Linked DNA regions of Sus scrofa: region 2 is linked to region 1. A link is a contact called in public promoter capture Hi-C data. All regions are on one chromosome and are shown on one strand. Each heading gives the region's core, a stretch centred on a gene start, on an enhancer-like site or on the middle of the called end of the contact. The rest is flanking DNA. Distances are from core to core; before and after follow the strand shown.

Region 1 (6,266 bases), core at 2,088-4,587:
AGAAAACAGAAGCAGAAAATTAAAACAAACAAGCACACAAAAAACAGATTAAAAAAATAGGCATGACCAAATGTTTTAGTCCCAATCTGAAACAATATAAAAACAAACCATCTGCTTTCTGTTAGCACATTGAACTTAAGGGTTGGAGTACAGAGTATTATTACTGCTGGCAAAGACTATTAAACAGCAAATAGTCATGCAAAAGAAACTACTGAACCAGTGATATGTTTCAGCCTACTACTTACCTTTTCCCATGAAAAAATTATCTGAAGGAGGAACAGGTAGACTAGGTCTTTCAGTTTCTGTCATTCTAAACTGCCTCTTCTATTTATAGATTGCAAAAGAAGCAGCACTAATTACTGTGGGAATGCTATTCTATGTAGAGAAAATTAGGCCTTAGACACTGTATACTTTTCACAGCTTCATGCCTTTCTGTCTATGCCTAGAATTCTAGATTACCACTTTTCTATCTAGGGAACTTGTCTTATCTTTCAAAATTCAGCTTGAAGCTTTCTCCAATCTGATTTAATACTCCCAATAAGTAAAAACACCATGCACACTTTCATCATAATTCTCACAGTGAATTAAAATCATGTGTTTACTTGTCTGTCTCAGTAGGTTCAAGGGCGAGGACCATAATTTTTTTCTTTGCCTTAAAAAATCCCCAATGCCTTTCATGGTACATGGCCAAAGCAATAACCCTGCTGATTCTGGGCTTTAGTGAGAAGATTCCATATTTCAACAGATAAACAGATCAAGAGTAACTCAAAAAAAAAAAAAAATGTTGGATGAAAGAAAAAATGGAATAGTTATTTAAGAATCTTGGTGATTACCCAAAATGCTAGGAATGATTCCATCTTTTTTCTTTTTCAGCTGGACCTGCAGCACGTGGAAGTTCCCAGGCCAGGGATCAAACTGGAGCCAGAGCTGCAACCTGTGCCACATCTGTAGCAATGCTGGATCCTTAACCCGCTGTGCTGGGCTAGGGATTGAACCAGTGCCTCCATGGAGACAAGCCAGATCATTAACCCATTGTGCCACAGCAGGAACTCCTCTTTTTTTCTTTTTGTATAGAATGTTCTTCCCTGAGCTACTTGCATGGCTCCTTCCCTCACTGCTGATCACCCTGCTTGTAAATGCAATCCTTAAGTCTACTGTTCTCTATTCCCCCTCCCTGCTCTAAAGTTCTCTATAGCATGTAACACTTGACACAGCAAACATTTCAACCAGAATATAAGAGGAAAGGATTTTTTTCTTCTTCACTGCTATTGCCTAGCCAAGCAATGCCTGGAAAGTAGTGCTCAAATATTTGCTGAATAAACTAACCTTTGAAGATGCTCGAGAAAACTTCTGGATGAAGCGAAGCATATTGGGCCTCATTGAGAGTCTTGCTTAGGAAGATGCCAGGCAGTTCTGATTAATGTATTTTTACAGCTAACTGGAGGGTCTTAATCAGAAGCATGCTGCTATGTACAAAATAAGATGTCATTTATTTTCTTCATTTTATACATAGTTTTTTAAAAGTAGTAATTCGGGAGGATTTCTTCCATATAACACAGTTTCCTTGGAAAACAATCACTAATGTTTTCAAAAAATCAGTTAACATATTAATAGATCCTTTTCTTCTCTGAACCATTTTTTTAAGCTTTTGATGTCTGGTATTACAACGTAATTAATGCATAGAGACAATAGATCTGGGTTTTACAAATGCCTCCCTCATTTCCCAGCTGTGTGACCTTGAGTAAATTGTTTCCTTGGAGTGCAGCTTTCTCATCTTTAACACTGGAAGTCATAGGAGTTCCCGTTGTGGCTCAGTGGTTAACAAATCCAACTAGGAACCATGAGGTTGCAGGTTCGATCCCTGGCCTCGCTCAGTGGGTTAAGGATCTGGCGTTGCTGTGAGCTGTGGTGTATGGGTCACAGACACAACTCAAATCCCGAGTTGCTGTGGTTCTGGCGTAGGTTGGTGGCTACAGCTCCAATTCGACCTCTAGCCTGGGACTTCCATACGGGTGCGGCCGAAGAAAAAAAGACAAAACACTGAAAGTCATATAGCTTCTCTGCTTTTTTTTTTTTTTTCCCTTAAGGTATGTTTTGGGGCTTTGTAGTTTACAGCTCAAAGTAATGATAGTAGCAATCAATACAATTTAGCAGGCACTGTAACTATGTGTTTTATATGCACTAACTCATTCAATACAATGACCTCATCAACTTGGTGCTGGAAACAGTATTGCCTGTTAAGTTAGAGTGCAGACTTGAGTCAAATAATCTGGTTTGGAATCCTGGCTCCAACATAGTATTAGCTATATCACTTTGGACAAATTATTTAAGCTGGCTATGGTGCAGTTCACTCATCTACAAGGCTTATAATAACTACATAGGGTCTTTGTATTTTTAAAAAAAAAAAAAAGTCAATACATGTAAAGAGCTGACAACTGTTCCTAACACAAAGTAGGCACTCAAAAAATATTAGCTATTATTCCCACCTTACACAATATAAGCAGCCCAGTAAGTGGCTGTGTGAAAATATGAATCTACATCTATCATGTTTACATGAGTTCCATTCTTAACCAGAAGAATGAGGTGTCTAAAAATCCAAACCCCACAGTTGCTGCTTGATTAAAAAACTTGGTGAACTAATTTCTTGACTACAGATCTTAGGGCTGGGTCAAGAAATTCTGTACACCAGCCAGTCAGTGTCTTCATTCTATGAATAAGGAAGCAAGCAGGACGTTTATCTCTGGCCTCTGAGCAGAGGTTAGATAACACACATCTACTCCTGACTCCCAGACACACGTATCCGCATGGCCCACACATTCACCTTTGTTCAAAATCACCCCATTAAAAAGCTTAATGCTCCCTCAACCTTTCGAACTTTCTATGCAAGGTGACATGTGCTTCCCATCTCAAGAGTATTGAAGCGAAAAAGTGACACCCTAAAAGCCTGAGGACGGCAACTGGTGAGGGGTTTAAAGGACAAAGCCCCAAGTGTTAATCTGCTCAATTTTGGTGAAAAAGCTCAAGGTTTCCACTGCCTCAAATATAAGAGTTGCAAAATGCAAGTCTCAGCGCCGACAGCAGAGAAAAGGGAAGGCGGGGTCTGGATGCAAAGATCCTCGGGAAACTGTGCCCAACTGTGCCTGCGGTTTCAGTTTTACTCTGAAGGCTTGGTGCCCCCCTTTCCCAACCTGCACTGGTCGCAGCAGCGCTGTTACTTACTTGCCAGCGTCGCGCGGGGAGGTGGAAAGCTGAGCTGCAAGATTGGCCAGGCTCTCTGGAAAAAGCACTTCCGGCAAGTGGGGGTTATTAGCCTCCCACTTCCTGGGAGCCGGAAAAAAATCAGTCCGGCTGGAGACCTAACCACCCCTAACTGGTTCCCAATTCCAGGCTTTCTGTCTTGGACTCTAACATCTTGATTCTAGTGAAAGCCGGCTTTGGAATTCTTAGGGCATCTGAACGGTCCTTGCCTTTCTATTCCAGGTTTCCCAGCCAGAAGAATCTGCTCCGCAGAGTTCGGGAAGGTGGAGTGAAACTACTGGAACCATCTCAGAGTGATGGTGGTGGAGCAAGGTAGGAGAGATTTGGAGTCTAGGCCAAGTATGACTTGGCCAAATTGCTTGCTATCTCTGGAATTCATTTTTTTACTTTGCGTAACAACAAAGTTTCTAGGATCAACGGGGCACATCTCCCTTCTCATTGGGGTCCTGAACTAATACTAGCTAAGAAAACAAACACCTGTTTCCACTTCATTTTCTTTGCTGCTAACTGAAAACTTAGTTAAGAAATAAAAAGCACCGGGGCAGGACTTTCACTTCCATGAAAGACGTGGTAAGAGTCTTGGGCTTGAGGGTGACCCGGAAGTTAGATTATTCCTCCTGTCGCTCTCCGCTTTAACTTTTGTTTGTGAGCTAGGTGACCTTGAGCAAGTCCCTTCCCTTCTCTGAGCTTCAATTTCAGTCTGTCATCGGGAGTTCCCGCTGTGGCACAGCTGGTTAATGACCCCACTTGTCTCTGTAGAGGTGCCAGTTGGATGCCCAGCCCACTGCAATGGGTTAAGGATCTCTCCTTGCTGCAGCTATGGCGTAAGTCGCAGCTCTGGCTCGGAATGAATCCCTGACCAGAGCACTTTCCTACGCCGCGAGTGCGGCTGGAAAAAAAAAAAAAAAAGGAAGCACCACTAGACGTATCTGTCTGAAGACAATGGGAGACCTGAACCGGCCCAGGATGGCCAGTTTCACATTCCTCCAGATTCTATGTAGTCTAGCTTCCTGGTTACCAGCTCTCTCAAGGTTTAGCTTCGCGTGCAGAACGGGCTCACAGCACATTCTTCCTGATGCTAACCCCTTCCAGCCGCTATCGGCTTTCACTTTTATTTCCTCCTCCGTCATGGCAGCGCCGCCCCTTCCCGTTACGCGACACCCAATGAAACTTTGGGTCAGAGAAACAGCTTCTCCGCCCTGGCACGGGAGCAGACTCAGACCCGAAATCCTCCCGGTGCTGGGACAGGGGCGTGACGCCAGCGGTCGGGCGGAACTAGCACTCCCAGTGGGCAACGCCTCGGGCCCAGCCGCGCAGGACTCCAGAGCCCGGCAGCGAGGCCCGCTGGGGGCTGGAGTCTTAGCGACGCGCGCGCACGTGGAAGGCAGGAGCCGAAAGTGGGAAGGGGTCGGCAAACACACACGCCTACCGGTGAGCACCTGTAGAGGTAGTTCGGAGAGGCGTGCTTCCCCAGAGGTGGGGTGTGCAGGACGAAGGGGCGTGTTGAAACGGGCACACCGTACACACCCACCCACTCGTTCGCACGCGCCCAGGCCCGAGTGTCGGGAGAGGCAATGGAAGGGGAGTATCAAACCCAGTTGATCTCCGCCTCTAAGGCGGCGCGCGGAAAAGCAGGGTTCTCCCCTGCAGAGGGGCGGGGGCGACCGGGCACGGCCGCAAGCCGCTGCGGAGGGAGGGCTGGGGGCGGGGCGAGGGACAACCGCTGTTCTCGCGGCCGCACGTTGGCGCTCGGAGCGCCGGCGGCGGTCGCCCGAGCAGCGCCCGTGCGCGTGCGCGCCTGTGGGCGGGGCAAGCGAGGGGGCGTGTCAGAGGCGGGGCCGGGCGGGGGGGCCGGGCTGGCCTTCGCTCCTCCCCCTGCGCCCGCTCTGCCCCTCCTGGGCCGTGTGGGCCGGGCAGCCATTTTGGGAAGAGCTTTGTTATGGTTGTGGGCTCTTCACCTCCGCGGGAGCAGGAAGCGGGGGACGCGCCCTGAGACGCCGCGACTGGCCCCTAGCTGGAGCTCCGCGGCTGCCCGGTGAGTGCGCGTTGCGGACACCTGGGCGGGGGGGGGATCTCGCGTCGTCCGGCGCGGGCCTCCGCCCGGTCCCCGACCGAGCGGCTGTTGCAGCAAGTTGCGGGAGGCTCTCACACAGGTGGTTGGGTGTAGGTCGGTCCGGGGAGCCGGGGGCGAGCCCACGCGTCGTGCGGTTCCGACGCCGCACCTCGCCCGGCGCGGGCAGCCGTGCCCGCGAGCGTCGGCGCGGCTCCGCCTGAGCGCTCCCGCTTCAACTTCGGTCTTGGGGTCGCCGTGCTCACCTGCGGCTCCCTGGCTCCCCTCCAGGCGGTCCGTCTCGGTGGTGGCTCAGCAGCCTGGTGCCCGGGTGTCTCTTTCTTCCCTTCCTAAGTGAGCGCCGAGGGCTTTTGTTTTCCAGGGATGGAAAGTCTAAGGAAGAAAGCGAGTGAGGCAAACGTGGGGTCTTTGCGGGGAAACGGAGAGCTTTGCCTCCCTCCCCCACTTGCCCCGTGTCCCGCTGCCTCTGGGCAGCGAGGTGTTTTCGTTCATTTCGATTCCGTCTGTCCAGCACCTTTCCTTTCGGGGGCGGCGGGGGGGAAAGGCTGGTCCATCTCGAAGTCTCCTACCGAGGACTTTTTTTTTTTCCTTTCTGTTTAACATCTACCTCTCCCCACCCCCATGAAATTCAAAAGAAAGGCTGAATCTAAAATGGCTGTAGCTTGGGGAAGTGCCCTGAGCTTGGTAACTTAAATACGCTAACAGGTCTTAAATTCTGAGTTGTTTCTCCTACGGGGACAACTACTGGATCTTTAGATCTTGCAGTTCGTGTCTTATCTTGAAGAATTTGCTAGGCGAAAACTAAGGTGAGGCTGAAGAAGTTTGCTTACTCCAAAAGTTTACATAAGAGTGGGTGTGGTGTTGATTGTTTTTTTATTTTTTTTTTTTTGTAGTTGCTTATAGTTTTTAAATTGTGCTGTGGTGGTAATTTTATCAG
Region 2 (6,266 bases), core at 1,246-3,745, 160 kb after region 1:
GAACCGGCGTTAGAACATCCTGCCTGGGCAGCGGCTCCTAGTCCTAGACAGATCTAGATTCTACACTGAACTTGGAGGAGCTGGAAGCAGCTGCACATTTGGAATCTGAGGGAGGTTACAGCCTTGCTCACCTTTCTAACGCGGCCTAGGTGGTAGGCCACACACTGGTCCACAGGGTCTGTCAGTGGTTGGAGGTGGCAACTCTGCAGGAAGGGCTTGAGGGCCCGGTCAAACATGGCAGGTGTGCTGAGTACCAGGAAGGCCAGGGTAGGTCCTGGCAAGGGCAGGTGGAAGGCTGCAGGCAGGAGTGCATTGTACCATGCGACCTGGAACAGAGAAAATTCAGGCCTAAGGCCCATTCCTTAGCCTGGCACTCGAGGCCTCATGTGTCTTGTCCAGCCTCCATCTTACTCAGTGAAATTCTACTGATGCTGTCTGAATTGTGCTTCTAAGGGACGTACCTGCATTTGACAGGGAATTCCCATAGAGAGGCAGAGAATTCATGAATAACTAAGAACAAAAAGAAACTGGCTGTACTATGATTAATGCAATGATAGGACCAAATGAGGGTTCTCTGAAATTAGAAAAGGCTTCTAGGAAGCTGAGTCTTGAAGGCCGGGAAGGAAACTGACAGGCTGCCACGGGGAAGGGGAATCTGGTGTGTGTATTAAGCAGGTCCCATCATCAACAGAGAAGGAGGAAGTACAAGGCGTAGGTGGAGAATGACAAATTATCTACTTTGATAGAAAGGAAGGGTCCAGAGTGGGAAGCAGAGAGAGAGACGCCTGGAGAGATCACTAAGAGTGAGAGATGGTGACTGGCCTTTGAATATCAATTTAAGGAATATGGGTCTAATTTGGTGACAATGAGGGATTAGCCCTTGAAGATCTAAGAAGTAAACTGACATAATCAGTTTCAGGTCACTCTGGCTGCAGTGTGGAGGATGGAAGGGAGGCGAAGTGACAGCAGGAGGTTATCGCAGTAATCTCGATGAGAAATAGTGGCCTATGGCATTCCCTAGTGGCTCAGCAGGTAAGGATCTGGCATCATTACTGTGGCTTGGGTCACTACTGTGGTGTAGGTTCAGTACCTGGCCTGGGAACTTCCACATACCGTGGGTGTGGCCCCCAAAAAACTGGCCTGGACCAGGGCATAGATGTGTTCAATGGGAAGGAATGGATTTGGAAGATGCAGCAGACAGATTCCTAAAGGGCCCAGTGGCTGACTGGATGTAGGGTTGGGGAGGTGAGAGATGGAGGAGCCTAGGATGACTGGCAGGACTATAGATGGCACAGTTCAATACCACAGCCCCCACCACCCAGGCCTGCCTGATCACACCAGATACGCATCCCCACTCTCCCCCATACCTGCCAGCCACCACTACTACCTCCACACCTTTACTCAAGCTATTCCTGACATTTGCGATGTATATAACTGTCCTTCCTTCCAATCTATTTTTTCATATACAGCTCAACTCCACTGTTTCAGAGAAGGCTCTCTCACTCTAAACCCAACCTACCTCTTCCTCTATATCATTACCCAGCACTGCTTAGGGGCCACTCATTGGAAGGTTGTGGGAGTGGGCTGCCTCTTAAGCATCAGGCAAAAGGCTCAAGCTGAGTTTAATCAGCTTTGTTTCCAAGCAGAGGGCTCAGTGCAGGAGGCAATGGATATGGGGAAATGGACCTATGTGCAAAACGGTAGGTGGTGATGCTAGACTTGTGTGTCAGGTAAGTATGCAGTCTCTGTACTCAGACGGGTCCTAGTAATTGGCAACTTCATGAATCCCTCCTTTGGTTGGTAGATGGGACAGACCAGCCAATCATTTGCTTGTTCAACCCCAGGAATGTCCTTCCCTCATGAGATGACCTAAATTCTAGCCATGCAAATCTTTCAGACGTTGCCCTCTCCTAACTCCTTCGGGAAGCTTCCAAAGTGACTCTGGCCCCTATGTAAACTGCGTAGGTGACAAGGCCACAAGGTTACTGATCATGTGGTGTCTCCTGCTCATCAGTCCGGCAATATATGAGGGTAAAAGGACAAACGTGCAACGCTTCTCTACCCTTTGAACTTAAGCGCCCGTTGACACCCTCTCCCGGTAGGTCAGACGGACACGCGGCCGGGGGAGCTCGGGAAAGAATAGAGGCCAGTGGCACCGAGGCTAATCATACGTTTTGCCCTAGCACCGCGGTAGGGATAAACCAACCTGGAAGGGGTAAATTTCGAAGCCAAAAGGGCATAACGTGTCCTCAATCCTCTGCTTCAGCTCTGCGACATGGGGCTCCATAGCGCACGCTACACGCTGAGCCTGCTGGGAAATGGAGTTTGAAGGCCAACGCGGGCCGTTAAACGTCGAGGTAGCTTGAACTCCATTTCCCAAGAGCTACTGGATCTGCAGCGGAACATCGTTGGCTCTGCGCGATGCATCCTGGGACACGTAGTTCATTTGGTCCTTAGACGCGGCGGCTACAAAATCAGAAAGACTGTTTCGCGGCATGGTGGGGGTGTGTGTATGTGCTAATGCGCGTGTTAAACGCTTCCAGAAAAATGTAGCTTGGCAGCCTTCTTCTGCTGCCGGTTGTCTCCGTGTGGGGCGAACTCAGTTTCCCAATCGGCGCCGCGGAGGCCAGTCCAAAGTCTGGCTTTCCCGGAGTGTCATAGGTTCGAACAGGGTGGCGGCAGGAGTCGCTGCCTTAGATTCGGTGTAATCGCGCCAGTGTCCTGCGTCTGCGGAGGTCTCGACCAAGATTCAGCATCTTCAACTCCCCCCTGGTATCTGTATCAGGGTAACCCTCTTGTACCCCAGTTCCCCAAGGACGCTGCTCCCCTGACGAGTCCCTGAGGCTTAATTTTGGTCTAATATTGCATCCTTACTTTTATTTTTTTATTTTATTTTTTATTATTATCATTATTTTTGTCTTTTTGCTATTTTTTTTGGGCCACTCCCGCGGCATATGGAGGTTCCCAGGCTAGGGGTCTAATCGGAGCTGTAGCCCCTGGCCTACGCCAGAGCCACAGCAACGCGGGATCCGAGCCGTGTCTGCAACCTACACCACAGCCCACGGCAACGCCGGATCCTTAACCCACTGAGCAAGGGCAGGGACCGAACCCGCAACCTCATGGTTCCTAGTCGGATTCGTTAACCGCTGCGCCACGATGGGAACTCCAGCATCCTTACTTTTAGTATTGCGTACCCACTCATCTCTTTCGAGCTGACGTTCTGGCCTTTCCCGGGCTTTGCCTCGGATGTCCCGGGTTGGGAGAGCAAGGGCGTAAGGCTCTAGGGACCCAGACCACTGCCTCAGGCTATGAGAAGGAACCAGACTTTGAGCAGCTCGACACGCTTCTCAATGCTACTGACCGGGAGTTCCTGTCCTGGCTCGGTGGTTAACGAATCCGACCATGAGGTTGCGGGTTCCATCCCTGGCCCCGCTCAGTGGGTTAACGATCCAGCGTTGCCCTGAGCTGTGGTGTAGCTCGGATCCCGAGTTGCTGTGGTTGTGGTGTAGGCCGGCAGCTATTGCTCCGATTCGGCCCCTAGCCTGGGAACATCCATATGCCGAGGGAGTGGCCCCTAGAAAAGACCAAAAAAAAAAAAAAAAAAAAAGCTACTGACGGAAATGTGGCCAGGATTAAGACGAGGGGGCACCTGAGGCCCCTGCCCCCGGATTAAGGTAGTGGGTTAAGGAACACCAAGAACTCATTGGCCTGTGCCCTTCTTTGTTTTGTAGCAGCAGCTGTATTCCTTTGGGGTCTCCACCGCAGGTAAGTATTGTTCCTTTTCCTACTTACCCGCCAGCCTTTTCTCTTTCCAGGATCTGCCTTTTATTGGTGCCTGTACCACTATTCCTTACAAATTCAGCTTTTTCCTTTCCTGAGCAAACATCAGTCCTCCCCCTCCCTCTAATAGACTTTGCACTGACTTTGCCTTATTCCTTCTGCAGGAGACCTGGCTGGGACTCGGATTTCCCCTCGTCACTTGCCTTCCTAGACAGGAGTCCAAGCTCAACAGCCTTGGGCTCTAGAGATTGCCATTGTCCCAGAGAGGCTGATTTGGGCTGAGGTCCATAATGCATCTTCTCTTTGGGCTGAAGTTACTATTCTTCAATCCCATCTTCAATCCCAGGCTCAGGTGAGACATGGAGTCCTAGGTGTGTATGTTTGGGGTTTGTGTGAGAGGAGGGTGCCAGGTGTTGGGGAAGCGCCTTACATACAGTAACTCATGCGGTTTTCTGCCTGGGTAGGGACTAAGGCACTCAGACAGGCTGTGCAGGGCCCTCTGGAAGAGAAAGAACGGTGGAAGTATCAGATCTGTGCCCTGGAAGGTATCCGGTCAGTTCTTTTCTTCATGCACACAGCCTCATATGTGGGCACACATTTTGTTGCACTTGTTGTATGTGCCCTTGTATCTCGATTTGCAAGTGGAGTCTCTAGGCTCGTGTGTAAAGTTCTTCCCCAACTTGTCCCACTATAGAATCACTAAGGTTGTGGCAGGGGGCCCCAGAGTGAAGGGCCTTTCTCCTGGAGCAACGTTTGGAGGGGCTGCGAAGGGAAATACAGTGACCTCGAAGCCAGGTGCAGGTACAGGCCTGAGCCCAAATACAGATGGGACCACCAAAGTGCAGTGCTACCAGGGGCCTTCAGCCAGAGCTGCAGAACGAGTGAGTGATGGGCAAAACCTAGCTTTCTGTAGGCCTCTGAACTCTTGTTACTCTGGTAGCCTTCTCTGGGCTGGTTAATTGCCTTTGGAATGACACTTCTGTCATCCCCGTGGGCAGCAACTGCTACGGGAGGAGTCAGAGATTCTGGAGGAGGAAGTGAAGTTGCGGTGGGTCCAGCTGAGTGAGTAAAAAGATTGGAGGTGTGTATGAACTCACCTGTTCCCTTTTCTGGAATTCCTTCTTGCTTTCCTAATAAATGGCCATAGCTCCGACTGTTTGCGTCACCCAGAAATGTGGCCTCGTATTTTTGTCTTACCTCTTATGACGTGAGTCTAGTCTTCCTAGTCAGCTTGGAAACTGCCCAAAAGCTGGACCAGAATGCTTCTGTCCCATTGTTCAGCGCCAGGCTGGGCACAAGGCGGCGGAAGAAAGAAGTTGGAGAATGACCCCCTTACATTTTCTTTCATTTGCAGGCCAGTACCGGGAGCTGCTGCTGAAACAGATGACTGACGGGCAGCAAGCAGAGGCCTGCAGCTGGAAGGTAGGACCAGAATTGGACCTGTGTGTTCATATCTTCCTTCCTTTCTCTATCCTGTTTTGCAGGCGGGCCAGGATGCCCTCTCCTACCCCCTGTCTCTTTCCTTCTCTTCCCTGTGCTGATTCCTCCTCCCTCCAAAGCTCTTCTTCCCAAGCCCTCTGCTTCAGTCTACGAGGAACTGTCTTTGTCCACATGAGGATTCCGAGGGGGCCGAAGAGGCTAGTTGTGGGGGTGGGGTGCTAATCCTGGAGAGAGAAAGCCTTGGTCCTACCTGAGCCATGGTCTGGCAGATCAGCTGCCAAATGACCAGGAGGGCAAAGGTTACCCACTGGAGGCTGCCAGGACAGACGTGCAGGATGCCGGGCTGGAGCACAGCCTCCTCAGGTCAGGAATGTGGGTGCTTGTGGCAGTAGAAGGGATTGTTTCGCGGGAGGCCAGGTACTGGGGACTAAAGTTCAGTCATCCTAGGTGTGACATGGGCTGGTGGGATGGTAGGGGCTCCAGTGCATGGGGGCAGTACTGGGCACTCTTGACACACATACCTATTTACTGAGGTATCTCTGTGTAACTGGAGGATGAAGGGGAGGAGAGTGGAGTCCTAGCCTCAGGAAGGCTGTGCTGGGAGTCTCCTTTGACCCACCATCACCGTCTCTGCCTCTGATTCTTTCCCGCTGCAGGACCTCCGTTCACGTCCTCCAATCTAAGCTGTCGCTGTCCCTGGCTGCCACTGTCACCGTGTCTCTTTCTTCATCTAGCTCTGAAGTTAGCTTTTCAGACAGAGACATTAGCTGGGAACTTTTAAAGGAAGCTAGGTGGGTGTAAGGCAGGGATCTGGGGAAGTGGAATCTTTTTTTTTTTTTTTTTTTTTCCTTTTTAGGGCGACTCCTGTGGCACGTGGAGGTTCCCAGGCTAGGGGTCCAGTTGGAGCCACAGCTGCCAGCCTACCCCATAGCCACAGCAATGCTGGATCCCATCTGTGTCTGTGACCTACACCACAGCTCACGGCAACGCTGGATCCTTAACCCACTGAGTAAGGCCAGGAATCGAACCTGCATCTTCATGGATCC

The links. Promoter capture Hi-C pulls out the DNA fragments that hold promoters and counts their contacts.
Region 2: a contact with region 1 is called in a promoter capture Hi-C map of liver, with 2.4 times the contacts expected there. The contact joins the promoter of LOC110261410 here to the promoter of GPBP1L1 in region 1. A contact is called at or near these places in 1 of 5 promoter capture datasets (liver) and 3 of 47 Hi-C or Micro-C datasets (alveolar macrophages, embryonic fibroblasts and skeletal muscle).

Annotation. Positions count from the first base shown.
Region 1 is chr6:165,705,627-165,711,892 of Sscrofa11.1, forward strand. GPBP1L1 (vasculin-like protein 1) reads left to right here and starts at 3,338. Exons shown (of 12, transcript XM_021096736.1): 1 at 3,338-3,570. TMEM69 (transmembrane protein 69) reads right to left here and starts at 3,357. Exons shown (of 3, transcript XM_021096737.1): 1 at 3,220-3,357; 2 at 1,327-1,466. The coding sequence starts at 1,380.
Region 2 is chr6:165,863,371-165,869,636 of Sscrofa11.1, forward strand. It overlaps LOC110261410, which reads left to right and starts at 2,496. Exons shown (of 9, transcript XM_021097629.1): 1 at 2,496-2,661; 2 at 3,732-3,765; 3 at 4,095-4,132; 4 at 4,245-4,332; 5 at 4,475-4,661; 6 at 4,779-4,842; 7 at 5,135-5,583; 8 at 5,877-6,011. The coding sequence starts at 2,496. The coding sequence ends at 5,442. It overlaps MMACHC (methylmalonic aciduria (cobalamin deficiency) cblC type, with homocystinuria), which reads right to left and starts at 2,304. Exons shown (of 4, transcript NM_001244776.1): 1 at 2,207-2,304; 2 at 132-326. The coding sequence starts at 2,287.